3 separate regions of the Mus musculus genome follow, and regions 1 and 3 are each linked to region 2. The links are chromatin contacts, called in public HiChIP or PLAC-seq and promoter capture Hi-C maps. All regions are on one chromosome and are shown on one strand. The core of a region is the stretch at or near the end of the contact, and the rest is flanking DNA. Distances in the headings are between cores, read along the strand shown. Region 1 holds the start of Pld1 (phospholipase D1). Region 2 overlaps Fndc3b (fibronectin type III domain containing 3B). Region 3 has its middle 5.7 kb from the start of Gm42195.

Region 1 (4,818 bases), core at 786-3,285, 310 kb before region 2:
AGGAAGTCGAGAAGTCCTTTGGGAATGGACTGGGGGGAGATGGTAGCACACTGGCAGAGCTGTGCGATCAAACATCTATTTTTAAATTGTAAAGATGGCAAAGTTACGTGTCTATTTTGATAAAATAAAAATAAAACTTAAAATTAAAAAAAAATGAAAAAGGGTAGAAATGGGACTGAAGCGATGGCCCAGCCATTAGGAGCACATCCTGCCTTTCCTTAGCATCTGAGTCCTGTTCACAGCGCCCAGTTTGAGCAACAGCCTCTTCTGGCCTTCTTAGGCACCATATGCACATAACCCACACCCAGGCCAGCATATTCACATCATTAAAAATAAAATAAATCCTTAAAACATGTTGAAATTAGAGGTAGGTGAATTGTCAGTGTAATGCTTTTCTCATACAGAGTTGCATAAGAGCATTCATACTACATACTAAGACCATACACAAATGCATTCTCGGTAAAGGTCTGATGAGCAGGCTGTCCATTAACTAGGCAGTACTCATCTAGTTATCAGTAAATCAATCAACCTAAATGAGCCTGTAGAGAACTTAACACCAGTGTGTGTAAAACGCTGATGCCAGAAACAACACAGCAAGGACACCATCTCCTCAAAACCTTCTCCACTCGCACTATTTATTTGAAAAGCTAATTGTACTGGCTCATAAAAATTCAGATACCCGCTTACATAACCATTTAAAAGGTCCCCACACACCATTTAAAGGCTGCTTACAAATTCAAGCTAAACAGTTGAGTACAAACTCACTCGTGGGCCACAAAGCACGTACTATGGAAAGAGATTCTTGCATAAGTAGGCATAACAGACTAGTTCAAACTAGGCTCTCTGCACCCGTCAGGCTTCCTTGACAGCACCTCTGACAGGTCAGGACTTCTGAATATCTCTCTGAATTTCCTGGGTAGCTAGTCTCCAGAGGCCCTGGGAAGGTCATAAGGAGTTGGCTAAGCTGAAATTGGTGGGCCTGGCTGTCTAAGAGCGCTCTTCGTCCTGTGGAAAGATCTAGAAATGGTCGAATGCAGAAGCTCCTGTGGTCCTTAAGATTATGTTTTGAGCTTCATGAAAGAAGGCCGCTGGCAGTGATCTGAGATTGGGAGGCGGGGGTGAGGAAGGCAAACGTAGGCGTGGCAGGTAGCCCTAGGGTATGGGGGAAAGGGCTGGCCAAATTCTAAGTCTTGACCTGTACTTAAGAGATGGAAGCAGGAGGGCCAGGAATGTCATCCTTGGCTACATAGCCTTTGAGTGCAGCCTGAGCTACAGAAGACTGTTTCAAACAAACCGTCCCATGGCTTAGAGACCTCCTAAGGTCCCTCCCTGACCCGGAACAGTCAGTCCCAAACATCTTGGGTCGGAGCTAAAATAGCAACTGCCTAACACAGGCCTTTCTTTTAATTGCTACCCCTGTCCCTCCTCCACTTCAGCACAGCACATCTTTGGCCCCGAGGCAGCAGCTGTGTGGCTCGGCGCCCGGCACTGTGCTTCAGCTGGACTCTAAGCCACTGGAATGCAGCACTTCCTGGTTGGTCCGGGATGTTGGTGCTGTCGCCATCCCGGTCAGCCCACAGTGCTAAGGAGCTCAGGGAGCGCGGGACGATCTAGCGGGAGCGAACAAATCTACTGAGCCCGGGACCCGAGGAGGTGGGGTGGGGTGCATCCTACAGAGGACGCCCCGGATCTGCAGGGACTTGAGAGTGGAGTGGGGCTAGGACATCAGCAGCTGACCCGGCTCTGCTCTCAGGGTAGCGGTCCTCGCCTGCGGTCAGTGTGCGCGCGGCTCTTGCCAGCGCAGACACTACAGGAATTAAGACTATGGGAGGGACTCCAGGGTTCCCAAGGGAACTTCAGGGACAGGGCTGGTGAGAGGGGCAAGAGAGGCGGGATGAAGCACGAGGACCGCGAACGTCCTGCGGGCTCAGAAGTCCCGCAAGCCTGGCCCCGGCAGCTCCTACCTGCGGGCCTGGGGCGCGGGCACACACTCTGCGGCGGCGGCGACTTCGGGGGTCCCCGCGCAGCTGGCGCAGCTGGGGCCGCGGAAGAAGGGCGGGCGCTGGGACTCGCCGCCCGGAACTCGGCCGGTCTGCAGGGTGGGGCGGGGCGGCGCCGGCCAGCCTCGGTGACAGCCTCTGCCGCCGGCCTTCCTCCATGCCTCGGTTCTAACACTTTCTTCTGTCCAAGTGTCCTAACTCAGCCACAGTTATCCGCGGGGCGCAGGGGCGCACGCAGGCGTTGTTCTTACCAAGTTCACTTCCCTGGTCTCTGAGCCCAATCCTTGTCCAAGACTGGCCCGCAAGTTACAAGCCAACAGCGAGCCAACTGGTGAAATATTCCTGCCCTGAAGTGACTTGCTTAATTAGGGGCTTTGTAGAGGTCAACTGTGGCCTTCCTGCAAATCCCACGGGTAGGTCTTGGTAGGTGTTATTGCCTGTTTATAAGGAAACTGAGGCTGGCAAGTAAAGAACCAGCCTGACCCTAAGCTTGCTGGAGCCAGCAATCTCTTCAGTCCCCAAAACTGCCCGTGCTTGTCCCCCCAGACCCCCCTTCTCTCTCTCTCTCTCTCTCTCTCTCTCTCTCTCTCTCTCTCTCTCTCTCTGTGTGTGTGTGTGTGTGTGTGTGTGTGTGTGTGTGTTGTGGCGAGTGTTCGGTTGGTTAGTTTGAAGTTAGGTCTCTGCTGTATACCTGGTTGGCCATGAAGAACAGGTAGAACTCAAACTACATGATCCTCCTGTCTCAGTCACACATCGCCCTCACACTTCTCACTCCCACTTGCCATCAGTACTGGGTCTAATTCAGAAATGTTAGAGAGAAAAGTAAAAATAAAATGGGAGGAGAACGAGAAAGTCCCATTACCCCGATGGAACTGTCCGCACAGTAACTTTGCCGTTTTAATACACTTAAGAGAGTCGTCATCAAGGGAAATCCAGTGGCTGGGTGGTGTGAATAGCAATCCTTTGGGAATATAATTTTGAACACAAGTCAGTTCCAAAACTGGTTGCACAACACTGCTTCCAGCCAAAACCCAAAGATGCAACAGTTAGTTTCCTGTACATCAAATTGCTGATGCTGTTGGTCTTTTGAAATTGTTTATTGAGTATTATACAGTGAGACAGACCCAGTTACATAATGTCTTACCATGCCCATGGCACTGCATGAAATGAAAAATATAATATTTCTGTCCAGACAGAGGAGGAGTGAAATTATAGCGCGGGGCTCAGTTTTCAAGTAACCTGGAGCTGCCCAGCCCTCCCTGACTGCATTCTTCTCTTTTGAGCACATCTTTCCTAATGATTGCAGAGTCGGGCAGCCGTCACTCTTTCCTTGTTGACAGAAATAATTGATGCCTTTTGAATCCTATGATTCTGACAGATTTTTGCAATTATATGCACAGCCTTCTGAGCAAACAGGGTCTTGCCTAAGAGGGGTTTGGCAAGACTATATAACAAGGAAGTAACTGAAAAGCTGCATATGTCTCCTTCCTCCCTTCCTCCAGTTTATTAATTTCAGATGATTTGATAAGTGTGTGCCTAGGAGTAACCGCACTCTTACAAGCTTGTCTTTAGATGGTGTGAGACATTTGGTTGAGAAGCACCAGGCTGTACAAATTACATCCTGATTTCTTAAAAGTCGTCATTGAAACTTTTGGCATCAACACATAACAATAGGTCTTTCTGTTACTATTGTAATTATAAATAAGACAACTATCATACAATGACTGGAATTCTGCCCCAAAAGGTAGGAAAGTGAAAAGATTACCACAGGTCACCACCCCACAGGGAAGTGAAGCCCTAGCGAACACGCATCTTAGACATACTAGAATCCTGTAGATCATTGTTACACTCCTTGGAGAGTTTGTGATAGCTATTTCTTTTCAGGGGTGTCAAGAAAAACAAACGACCAAGAAGAGGGTTTCCTCCTGTTTGAGCCAGCCTGACCTACAGAGGTAGACACTGGAGTTGGGGCGGGTCAGACTAAGAAACCCTGTCTCGATCTCAAGTCGTGTGGTGTTTAATCTTCATTATCAGCCAGATTAGGCCACTGTGACTGGCTGCCCCAGTCTTATGCCACAGGTCTTTCCTGCCAGGATGGACTGTACACCTCACACTGTGGCCCAAAAGAACCCTTCCTCTCTATAGCTGCTCCTCAGCTAGTGATAGCGATGAGAAAAATAGCTAATATAGAAATACATCTCAAATGTGCAGTTTGATCACACAAGATTTTTTTTCTAAACATGTTCAATACTTCATCTTCTCTTCTGAATATAGGTTTACTTTATAATGTTTGCACCTTTATTTTTGCAAAAATACAAAGTTTTATAGTCCCTTAGAGGAACAATTTTAATGAAAAAATACTTTTTTTTAATGTACAAAACTGAGCATTTTACCTCAACTCATAGCATGGAAGAAAAGCTAAATTGTTTGTTAATATAAAGTTGGGTGGGTGACTTACTTACAGTGTACTGGGGACAACACTGCATAAAATAGATGCAGATGGAGAACGGGAAGCATAGGGTCTATCTCAGGCAATGAGCCCAGTCTTAGCAGAGGTTTATTGCTGTGAAGAGACACCATGACCGTAGCGGCTTCTATGAAGAAAAACATTAAATTGGGGCTGCCTGACTGTTTAGAGGTTTAGTGCGCTATCCTCACATAGGAAGCATGGCAGCCTGCAGGCAGAGCTGATGCTAGCGAAGGAGCTGAGAGTTTCATGTCCAGATCCAAAGTCAGCAGGGAGAGAGAAAGAGCTTCTGGAACCTCAATGCCCAGCTCCCAGTGACACACTTCCTCTAATAAGGCTACAAGTCCCAAT
Region 2 (4,514 bases), core at 1,211-3,710:
ATAGTGGGTATCCCTGTGGCATTACTTCTTAGACTCTCTTCTATTTGTGAAGTGGGTTGCTGTGGTTGGATGTTTCACACCCTCCTACCTCCCAGTAACTGTCCTTCTGCCCCAGGCTACTTCAACCCCTCAGTGAACTTGTCTTGAAGACAACATGCCAGGGATGAGGACCTTCTGGCAAGAGGGACAGTGGCTGGTTCTGTGTTGGTTACTCTGGGGTAGCTCAGGGATACTTAGGATAAAAGTCTGAATTTGCCTCTTGAACATATTCTCTTGTTTTAGCAATGCAATAGATAAGATAAAGGTCAGATGTGTTTACTTAGACCCTTGGTTTCCTTCAAGTTCAAGTGGGATTTGTAAGCTTGCTGGGCACTGGAAAAATTCTAGTCTCAACAACTTTTAATTGAGTGGATGCTTATAGACAGTGACTTGAGCTGTTGCAAAGTGTGAATTTTATTTCAAAGTTTGCTTTCTTTGCTTCTCCCGAAGCAAGGGAAGGGACGGTCATAGCTGAGGGCTTCTGCTGGGGTAGAGTCTATGCTAAGCCCTTACTTAGTTCATCATTTAGTGGTCACATAGCATGTAAGGTGAAGGCCTGCATATTTCTAGGCTAAGCTTGAGGGGAGAAAGGTTAAGGGTTTGCAGCTGGCAAGTCACATGGCTGGGACTTGATCTCACCCAGGGCCTCTTCTAGGAAGTTCCAAGAAGGAAGATATGCCTGGCTTGTGCCCTTTTTTATCTGTATTGTGCAGGTAGGCAGTTAGATGGAGTTTTGCATGGTAATATATTACACAGTTTACTGTTCCTCTTGGCTTTGGGGAGAGGGCTTAGTGGCTAAAGCACCTGGTGTGTCACATAAGCGAGAACCTGAGTTTGTATCTCCACTACCCTTGTAAAAGCTAGGCATGGTCACACCTGACATTCTAGTATTTGGGAGTCAGGGAGTTGAAGACAAGTGGATCGGAGGACCCCATTAGTTTGCTGTGCTGATCCGTTGGTGAGCTGTGAGTTCAGGGAGAGACCATATCTCAGAAAATAAGGAAGAGAGCCAGTAGAGGAAGGTACCTAATACAGACTCTGGTCTTCACAAGTATGTATGTGCAAAAGAGAATATTCATGCTCTCTCTCTCTCTCTCTCTCTTTCTCTCTCTCCTCCTCCTCCTCCTCCTCCTCCTCCTCCTCCCTCCCTCCTTCCCTCCCTCCCCCCATGTACCCCTTCATTAGTTCTTGTAGTTAGGATCCCTATGTTATTTTCAAGACCTGGCAAGTGACTAAGTGACTGGCTCTGCGACATGAGATCCAAGCCACAATGAGAGTGTCTGGAGGCTTGATTTTTCCTTTGGAATTGAAGTGGGAATCAAGGCTTTTCAGATTCCAGCCCAGGTCTCTGTCGGGTCCCAGAAGTTTTACAAGGAATGATTCTTTCCCTGAGATGGTCAGCAGTTCCCTTTTGAGGTCAGCACTGTGAGAGTTCTGGTGAGCAGCGAACTGGGACTCTTCCTTGAGGGTGTGGGTGAGTGGGCAGGGGCCTCTCACCTCTGCTTTCCTTCCAAACCCACCCTTCATTTTCACTTAAGAGGCGAGTCACAGTAGAGGCAGGTTTGGAGACTCAGGAGACCTCTGTGTAAGACTTGGAACTAGCCAGGGTTCTGGTGGTGGCACATGCCTTTAATCTTAACACTCAGGAGGCAGAGGCAGGCAGATGTCTGAGTTTGAAGCCAGCCTGGTCTACAGAGTTCCAGGACAGCCAGGGCTACAAGAGAAACTCCATCTTCTGACCCCTGACCCCACCGCACCCCACCCCCCCAAGAAATGAGAGAAAAGAAAAAAGACTTGAATATTAGGTGATTTGTTTTTCTTCCTGAATTTGTAATGGTTCCTCTATGTAATGCCAGGCTAAAAACACAAACTGGGTTTTGGTCTTCAAAAGGAAGGGACGTGACCTCTCAGCCACGCCACTGTACCTTAAAAGCTTTCCTCGCTGGTCTTCAGGAGGCCGCAGGTCTTCCGCGGAGGTAGGATTCAGTGTCATGTGGGGTTTGGTTGAACTATCCTACCCTCACCACACCCACTCGCTAGCGGGTTCCTCATTCTCTTTGTTTCAGATCAAGAAAGGGCTGCTTGGACTTTGACTCTCCTCAAGATGTTAATTACATGTTCCAAAATCATGTGTTCTGTTAAAAATCACTTACGCACAGCCTTGGAAAGAACTCTAAGCAGGGAGTTGCTTCAGGGTGCAGAATATTGTTCTGGATGCCTTGGGAAATAAGTCTGGAGAGTTGGTTCATTTACCACCAAGACATCTTTAGTCAGTGTATATAAACAAGAGAAGTCCCAGCGGGCCTGGACATTATTTGTCCCAGATGGAGTTTAAACTTGGCTCACTGTGCTGCACTGATGTCATGGTACATCAGCTGGCCCCAAATTAGATGTGCAGAGAATCAGCTATGTGCTTGTGTGCACTGAGGGCTCGTGGGGAGGAGGGGCAGGGAGGCTGGAAAATCTTTGTCACAGTTTTCCTTTGCACTCCGCAGAGCCTGGTGTCTGTCCTGAATTTGATCTTAGTGCAGAGAGAGGGAGGAATCAGGCGGATTGGTGATGTGCATGTTGGCCTTCGCATGCCAGAAGGTCCTTGTGCTTCTGAGACTAGGAGTGTACCGTGTCTGGACTTCCATCCGTTCCTTAGGGAGGGGGCCCCTGCACTCTAACACAAAAAGGAAAACTAACTGGACAGCATTGTATCTAAGCCCCACCTCCACGGTGACAGGCTTGAACCTGTTGGATGAATTTTTACTGCTATAGCATATCTTCATCCCCAACACTTTAGCTCTGTTTTTTGTTTTTTGTTTTTCCACAGACAGGGTCTTATGTAGCCAAGCCTATCCTTGGACTCACTTTGTAGCCAAGGCTGGCTTAGACCTCCTGATCCTGCCTCCACCTTCCATATGCTAGACTTGGCAGCACACCCAACCTTAAACTTTGTAATCCTAGGTATCCATTTGTATAAACGTTTTTCTCTGGGGTATCCATATGTGTAACTGTTTAGGTCTTTCTTCCACGTATGGTGGGTAACCTATCAAAGAGTTAAGAATGCTTGAAGCATCCTGAGGGATCTGAGTTGACATCTTCAGTGCGCTTTGAGAGGACAGCTACAGTGCCAGGTGCTTCTGCTGTACAGTCTTCCAAAAACCTTAATTATACGTTATGTTATCTCAAACATATTCAAGAGAAATGGCCTTTAGTATCCCACAGAAACTGGACTATGAATATTCAGAGCACAATTATGCAGAACAACCAAGAGTTTTAGAAGCAAATCAAATGTAAATTAACTGATGAAAAGATGAGCCAAATGTAGTATATTTAAAAATGGAATATTACGTAGGAGAGAAAAAGAAATGAATGAGATGACATGGACAGCCTGGACAACTCATTGCTAAGTGAAAGGATTCCTTTGCATTGTGGTATTTTTGTCTTTGTATAATAAGATCCACCGTGAGACCGACCAGAAGTACATGTAAGGGCTGGAGGAACTGAGGAAGATGGGGTGTTGGAAATCTCCTACCATGTTTTGCGTCATGGGTACCAACTATGTGAGTGTACCAAAAATACTTCACGTGCATAAACTGTATGGTATGTTGCTTAATCTCAATTAAGATACTAATACAAAATATCTGAAAGTAAGAACTGAAACACAAAGCAGCCAGATAGGACCCCTCTCCTGGATTCACAAGTCAGCAACCCTTTATTGATGGCTCGCATTATGACAATCTTAGTTAGAAGTGTCTCTAGGCAGGTTGAATTGTTCCAAAGCCATAAGGCGCTTAGATTTCAGAACCTTTGCAAGTGGATGCCAGGCTCACCATCTTGCCAGGATCCAGGGAGGCCGACCGGAGCCTGAAATGCGCATGCTTGGCAGGTGCAACCAGAGAGCCAGAGTTAGAGAGCAGACACTGAGTCAGAGAGAGTACCTGTGGAAGTTTAGATTTTAGGGATAATGTGAAACATGGCAAATTTGGTAAACTGTTTTTCTTTAATCTCCTTCACTTAACTCCAACTTGTCCATGGTAAGAAGTATTAGTCATAGCTACTAACCAGGCGAGGCCTGTTCCTGTGTGAAGTGGGGAAGTAGTCTCTGTTTTCTATAGTGAGGAAATAAGGGCTTTGGAGGTCAAGTGGGCCACGTGGTGGGGCCTCCTACCTGGGACCAAGCCTCCATCTTTTAGACTGGCTCTTTTAACTGTATCCTGGTATCCTTAGATCCATGGTTATGCCTAAGTTGGTTAGCGGAGAGTGGCTAATGACTCAATATGTACACCCTTTAAGTGCTCCCGAGAAAGCAGCTCTGGCCTGACCCTCACCCACAGGGAAAGAAGCTCATGTGCATGGGAGCTTGTTCTTAGGGTTGGCACATGGATAGGCCTGAGGGCTATTTTTTATTTTCAGTCGGAATATTGAACTTCAGGAGATCTATTCTCCCTCCCACCCCCACCCCCACCCTGTCCTCTTCTCTCTCT
Region 3 (4,392 bases), core at 1,673-4,172, 270 kb before region 2:
TATTATACAAAAAAGCCTTACACCCATAGCAACCATCAAGATTCATGGAGGCTCATCCCCAGCTGGTTCTGTTCCAGAGGTGGGAACCATGTTTAGCAGTCCCTATCATGGCCATGCAGGATTAGGCACTGGCTCACCAGAGACCACCAGAGATCATCCCGTCTCTGCCTTTCCAGTATTGGGTTATAAATACAAGCCTCTGTACCTGGGTGCTAGGGTTCCCATGGTTTGCTATCTCGCATCCCTGTTTTCATGGGTTTTCCTGTTTCTTGCCCCTATGAGCATGTCCCCAGTCTTAGCTATGCAGAAGTTGCATCATCCAGAAGAGTCAGCCTACTCATTTTGCTTTCTTTTCTTTCTCTCATTAATGTGCCATTTATCTCCAAAATGAATTCTTTCAAAACTTCTTTCTCCATTGTTACAAGAAATGGATAATTTGCTTGATGCATAAATATCTCTTCCTGGAGTCTAGAGAGAACAGGGGTCAGGATTGTGACCTCTGGCCACTCTTGCCTACCTTTGATATTTGCATAGTGAAAGACAAGTCTATCACTTCACAGTATCTGCATCACTCCTCTGTGTACATGTGTGCCTGGGCTGAGGGGAGCAGGGACAGGAAGACCTTGACCAAGAGGGCATGGAGACAAAGCACACTCCTAGTCACTTTCCGAACGTCCTGAGTGAGTATCACAAAGTACCACAGCACTCAGTACTGTTTTATCATCAAGAGATAGAAATGAATAGAATGTTCAGGGAAAAAAGGAGGGGGGGGGGACTCTGTGGCTGTGTTTGTGGCAGCAAGAGAACTGGGAAGAACATTTGGTAAAAGAGTCAGCTTTTAGCCAAGTATTTATTTCCATCAGCCCTTAAGCCAGCACTATAAACATGAGAAGAAACCCTCTCTTTAGGACAGGACTGGAGGGTTTGGGCTGTGATCCTAGCAGCTAACTCTCCAGTTTCCTTCCACTGTCCTCAAAGCTCTGTAATAGCATCAAGATTTCTCCCTCTCTCCCTCCCTCCCTCCCTCTGTCCCTGTGCCCCACCCCACATCTCTGAGACATTATCTCATCCCTATCCCATGCTGGCCTGTGAACATGCCTCCCTGTGTGCTTGAAGATGATGTTCAACTTCTGACAGCCCTGCCCCCACTTGCTGACAGAACAGGTGCGAACCACCAGGCTAGTTTTCTGCAGTGGTGAGGAGTCAGCCAATCAGGAGATTCCTGCGTGCTAGGCACTCAGTCTATTGGTTGAGCGACATTCCAGGTCTCTTCATACCACCTCACGTGTGTGTGTGTGTGTGTGTGTGTGTGTGTGTGTGTGTGTGTGTACACGTGTGTGGAGGCCAGAGCTTGACATTAGGAGTCTTCCTCAGTCACTCTCTAGCTTTTGAAACTGAATCACTGGACCTGGAGCTCACCGATTTAGTTACGCTGGCTGGCCAGCTAGCCCCAAGGGTCCTCCTGCCTATGCCGCCCCAGTGCTTCTACTGCTGGAGAGTAAAGGAAAGACACACTGGCCTTTTTAAAACATGGTAGATCCTCCGCTTACATGGCAAGCATTTTACCACCTGCACCATCTCCTTAGCCACCAGCCCCCCCACACACACATACACATACACATGTTTTCTATCAGCAAGGAAGCTAGGGATAGGGGTGTACTACAACAGAAGTCTGTGTGGTTAGCATGCATAAGGCCCTGCCTAAGGCTTCAATATCCAATACCACTAACAAAACAATACAATGAAAGAAAAGCCAAACTCTAGGAGTGCTATGAGCATGTTGCCTACTTAACATTATCAGAAAAACAATAACTGATAAATAATGAAAATAGGAAGTAATAACATGGAGAGCAGCTATAAGCTGCATGTGGTTTTGTTCCGTATATCCAGGAAGGTTTTCACTTATCAAGTAGTTACACACAAGCAACTTGTAGGCCTCGAGCCTCCGCGCTGTGCCAAGCCAGCCTGAATTTATCCAAGCTCACAGAACCAGGTAACCAGGCTGAGGACTCACTTACACGGAAGAGTTGAATCCATTTGTCTGCCTCCTTCTTTGAGACACTGTAGCCCAGGATTCATGGCAACTCTCCCACCTCGGCCACCACAACTCTGGGTCGTTAAAGCTTAAAGGTAAATTGAAAATCTGCTTTTGTCCTAGACTTTCTATGACACTTACTATTGTCAACTTGGGAGCGTCTGGAGTTCCTAGCAGACAATTATCTGAGGAAAACCGGGAGTTTCTATACTGAATTAAGTTAACATCCTAAATGTGGGTGATGCCACTGCGTAGGGTTAGGGGTCCCACGATTTAATTAAGAGGTGACAGTCGGCTAAAGAGCAGCATCCGTCACCCCACATCCTGGCTGTAAATACAGTGTGACAAGACACCCCCCCCCCCCCCCCGTCACCACATGTCCCCTGCTGTGATGTTCTGTATCCCCTTAAACCGGCAGGCAAGATACACCCTTCTTTGCTAATGATAGTTCTTGTCAAGTTTCAGGGCACAGCAATGGGGAAGGCAGCTGATACACTGTCTCAGGATGGTGGCTCTCCGTCACTAGATGGGGTGAAAGCATCTTTGCCTTTTGTCAGTAGAGGAAAGGTTGTAGGGTGTCTTCCTCCCTCCCTCCAGTGTGTGTGGGAGCACAAACCCACAACCAGGACAGTGTTATTTCTATTTCATATTTTGTTTTTCTATAAACAAACTTTATCTGTGGCCTTGTGGCAGTCAGTCAGTTCCAGGAAATGCACAGCTGACAATGTCATTCCCCTTGAACTGCACATAATATAAAAACAGACTTTAAGTAAATATTTGAATTAGGACAATTACAAAAATTTAACTTTGGGCCAGCCTTTCCGAGCACGTATCGATCACTCCTTCCCAGGGCTGCTGTTTCAATGGGCACGGTGAGTCACACCTGCTCCATTCAGAGGAAGCAGAACGTGACAATGGCTGTGCTGGCAGAGGATGGTTGAGAGCGACTATAACTGGGAGGTTAGGTTCCTGCCACCTGTCTATAAATAGCAGCAGAGCGGCACCCCGTGCTAAACAAGGAGAGAGCAGAGAGGTGCTAACAGCTGACCCTGGAAGGCCAGAACTGGCGGCCATTGGATGCTTTTTCTTGGGAGTTTAACAATGGATTCAGTCCATGAAATGACAGGCTAAGCATGGCTAGTTCTTAATGTCCGCCTGAGACTCTCCAGTTGGCTTACCCCTTCGTGCTTTCCACTGTTAGTAACACACCCGTTTCCGTGAGCTCTCTTGTTAGATAAGGTGGCCTTGCTTGGCCCCAGCTTTGTCAGTTTGTTTTGTATAGACAGTGAGAAAAAAATGTGAATGCTTTGTCATATGGAAGTTACTCAAATGCTCTTTTGTTGTGGTTTTTCTTTTCTGTTGTGGAAACAAACAAACAGCAAGGATGGAAATCTGGGTGGGTTGAAAAGTAAACATTACTAGCCTTTCTATACAGTGCTAATACCATAGATATGCCACCAAAGCATGATGCTTGTAATGAGACCTAGCTCCTAATAACCTAAATGCTATGTTCATATTACCAATTTCTTCATCTCAGAAAATATTATGACAATTATGATATCATCTGTATGGAGATACAGTAGGACAAAGAGTTTGCACAGTTCAATTCCCTTGCTTGTCTTCTCTTCTCTCTCTTCCTTTCTCTGTCTTCCTTTCTTGTCTTTCCTCCCTCCCTCCCTCCCTCCCTCCCTCCCTCCCTCCCTTCTTCCTTCCTTCCTCTTTCTTTCTTTCTTTCTTTCTTTCTTTCTTTCTTTCTCTTTCTTTCTTTCTTTCTTTCTTTCTTTCTTTCTTTCTTTCTTTCTTTCTTTTTTCCTTCCCCCCTCCCTCCCTCCCTCCCTCCCTTCCTTCCTTCCTTCCTTCCTTCCTTCCTTCCTTCCTTCCTTCTTTCCTGTCAGGATCGTAGGCACCGGAGGCTGGCTTTGAACTCTCTATGTGGCTGAAGATGACTGATCTAATTCTCCTGCCTATATGACATACATACCACCACATGAGGTTTGTTCAGTGCAGGGGATGGAACTCAAGGCTTCACACATGCTAGGCAAACAACTGACTCTGTCCCCCACCCTGTTTGATTACCATGAGCAGGGGCTAGATTTCAGATCAGCATCACTAGTAGATTAAAGAACTGCCCATCAGAGCTCTTACTCAGAGGTGACAGTCCTCGCTGGACTCTTGAGAGGCTAGTCTGTGACTTGTGCCTTCTTCTGTTCACCACCAAGTTATGTGATTTTATGCTGGTGCCCATACAGCAGGGTTAAGGCAATCCCAGCATGCTTACTTCAATGTGCCTTTCCCCTATGCCTGTATCTGATGCACAAATGATGTATTCCCAGTGCAGTTTCCCAACTGGTTTAGCT

The links. Promoter capture Hi-C pulls out the DNA fragments that hold promoters and counts their contacts. HiChIP or PLAC-seq counts read pairs in DNA pulled down with a chosen protein or histone mark.
Region 1: a promoter capture Hi-C map of the 3T3-L1 cell line shows a contact between it and region 2, with 5 times the contacts expected there. The contact joins the promoter of Pld1 here to the enhancer-like site in region 2. A contact is called at or near these places in 5 of 39 promoter capture datasets (the 3T3-L1 cell line, 3T3-L1-derived adipocytes, cranial neural crest and 1 more) and 3 of 9 other capture datasets (adipose tissue, embryonic stem cells and pancreatic islet).
Region 3: a contact with region 2 is called in an H3K27ac HiChIP or PLAC-seq map of heart atrium, with 2.9 times the contacts expected there. The contact joins two enhancer-like sites. A contact is called at or near these places in 4 of 39 promoter capture datasets (the 3T3-L1 cell line, embryonic stem cells and liver), 1 of 484 Hi-C or Micro-C datasets (nephron progenitors) and 1 of 115 datasets of contacts at active chromatin or transcription factors (heart atrium).

What each region holds. Positions count from the first base shown.
Region 1 is chr3:27,935,897-27,940,714 of GRCm38.p6, reverse strand. Pld1 (phospholipase D1) reads right to left here and starts at 2,035. Exons shown (of 27, transcript NM_001164056.1): 1 at 1,965-2,035.
Region 2 is chr3:27,629,282-27,633,795 of GRCm38.p6, reverse strand. The region is part of intron 2 of Fndc3b (fibronectin type III domain containing 3B); the gene reads left to right. Among named protein-coding and RNA genes, the nearest start is that of Mir3092, 47 kb to the right of the region's middle. Within about 2 kb of position 2,460, at least 53 of the 459 cell types and tissues checked have an H3K27ac peak or open chromatin away from gene starts, as enhancers often do. A contact at or near this core is called in heart atrium, where this site is marked.
Region 3 is chr3:27,903,706-27,908,097 of GRCm38.p6, reverse strand. No RefSeq gene overlaps it. Among named protein-coding and RNA genes, the nearest start is that of Gm42195, 5.7 kb to the right of the region's middle. Within about 2 kb of position 2,922, at least 30 of the 459 cell types and tissues checked have an H3K27ac peak or open chromatin away from gene starts, as enhancers often do. A contact at or near this core is called in heart atrium, where this site is marked.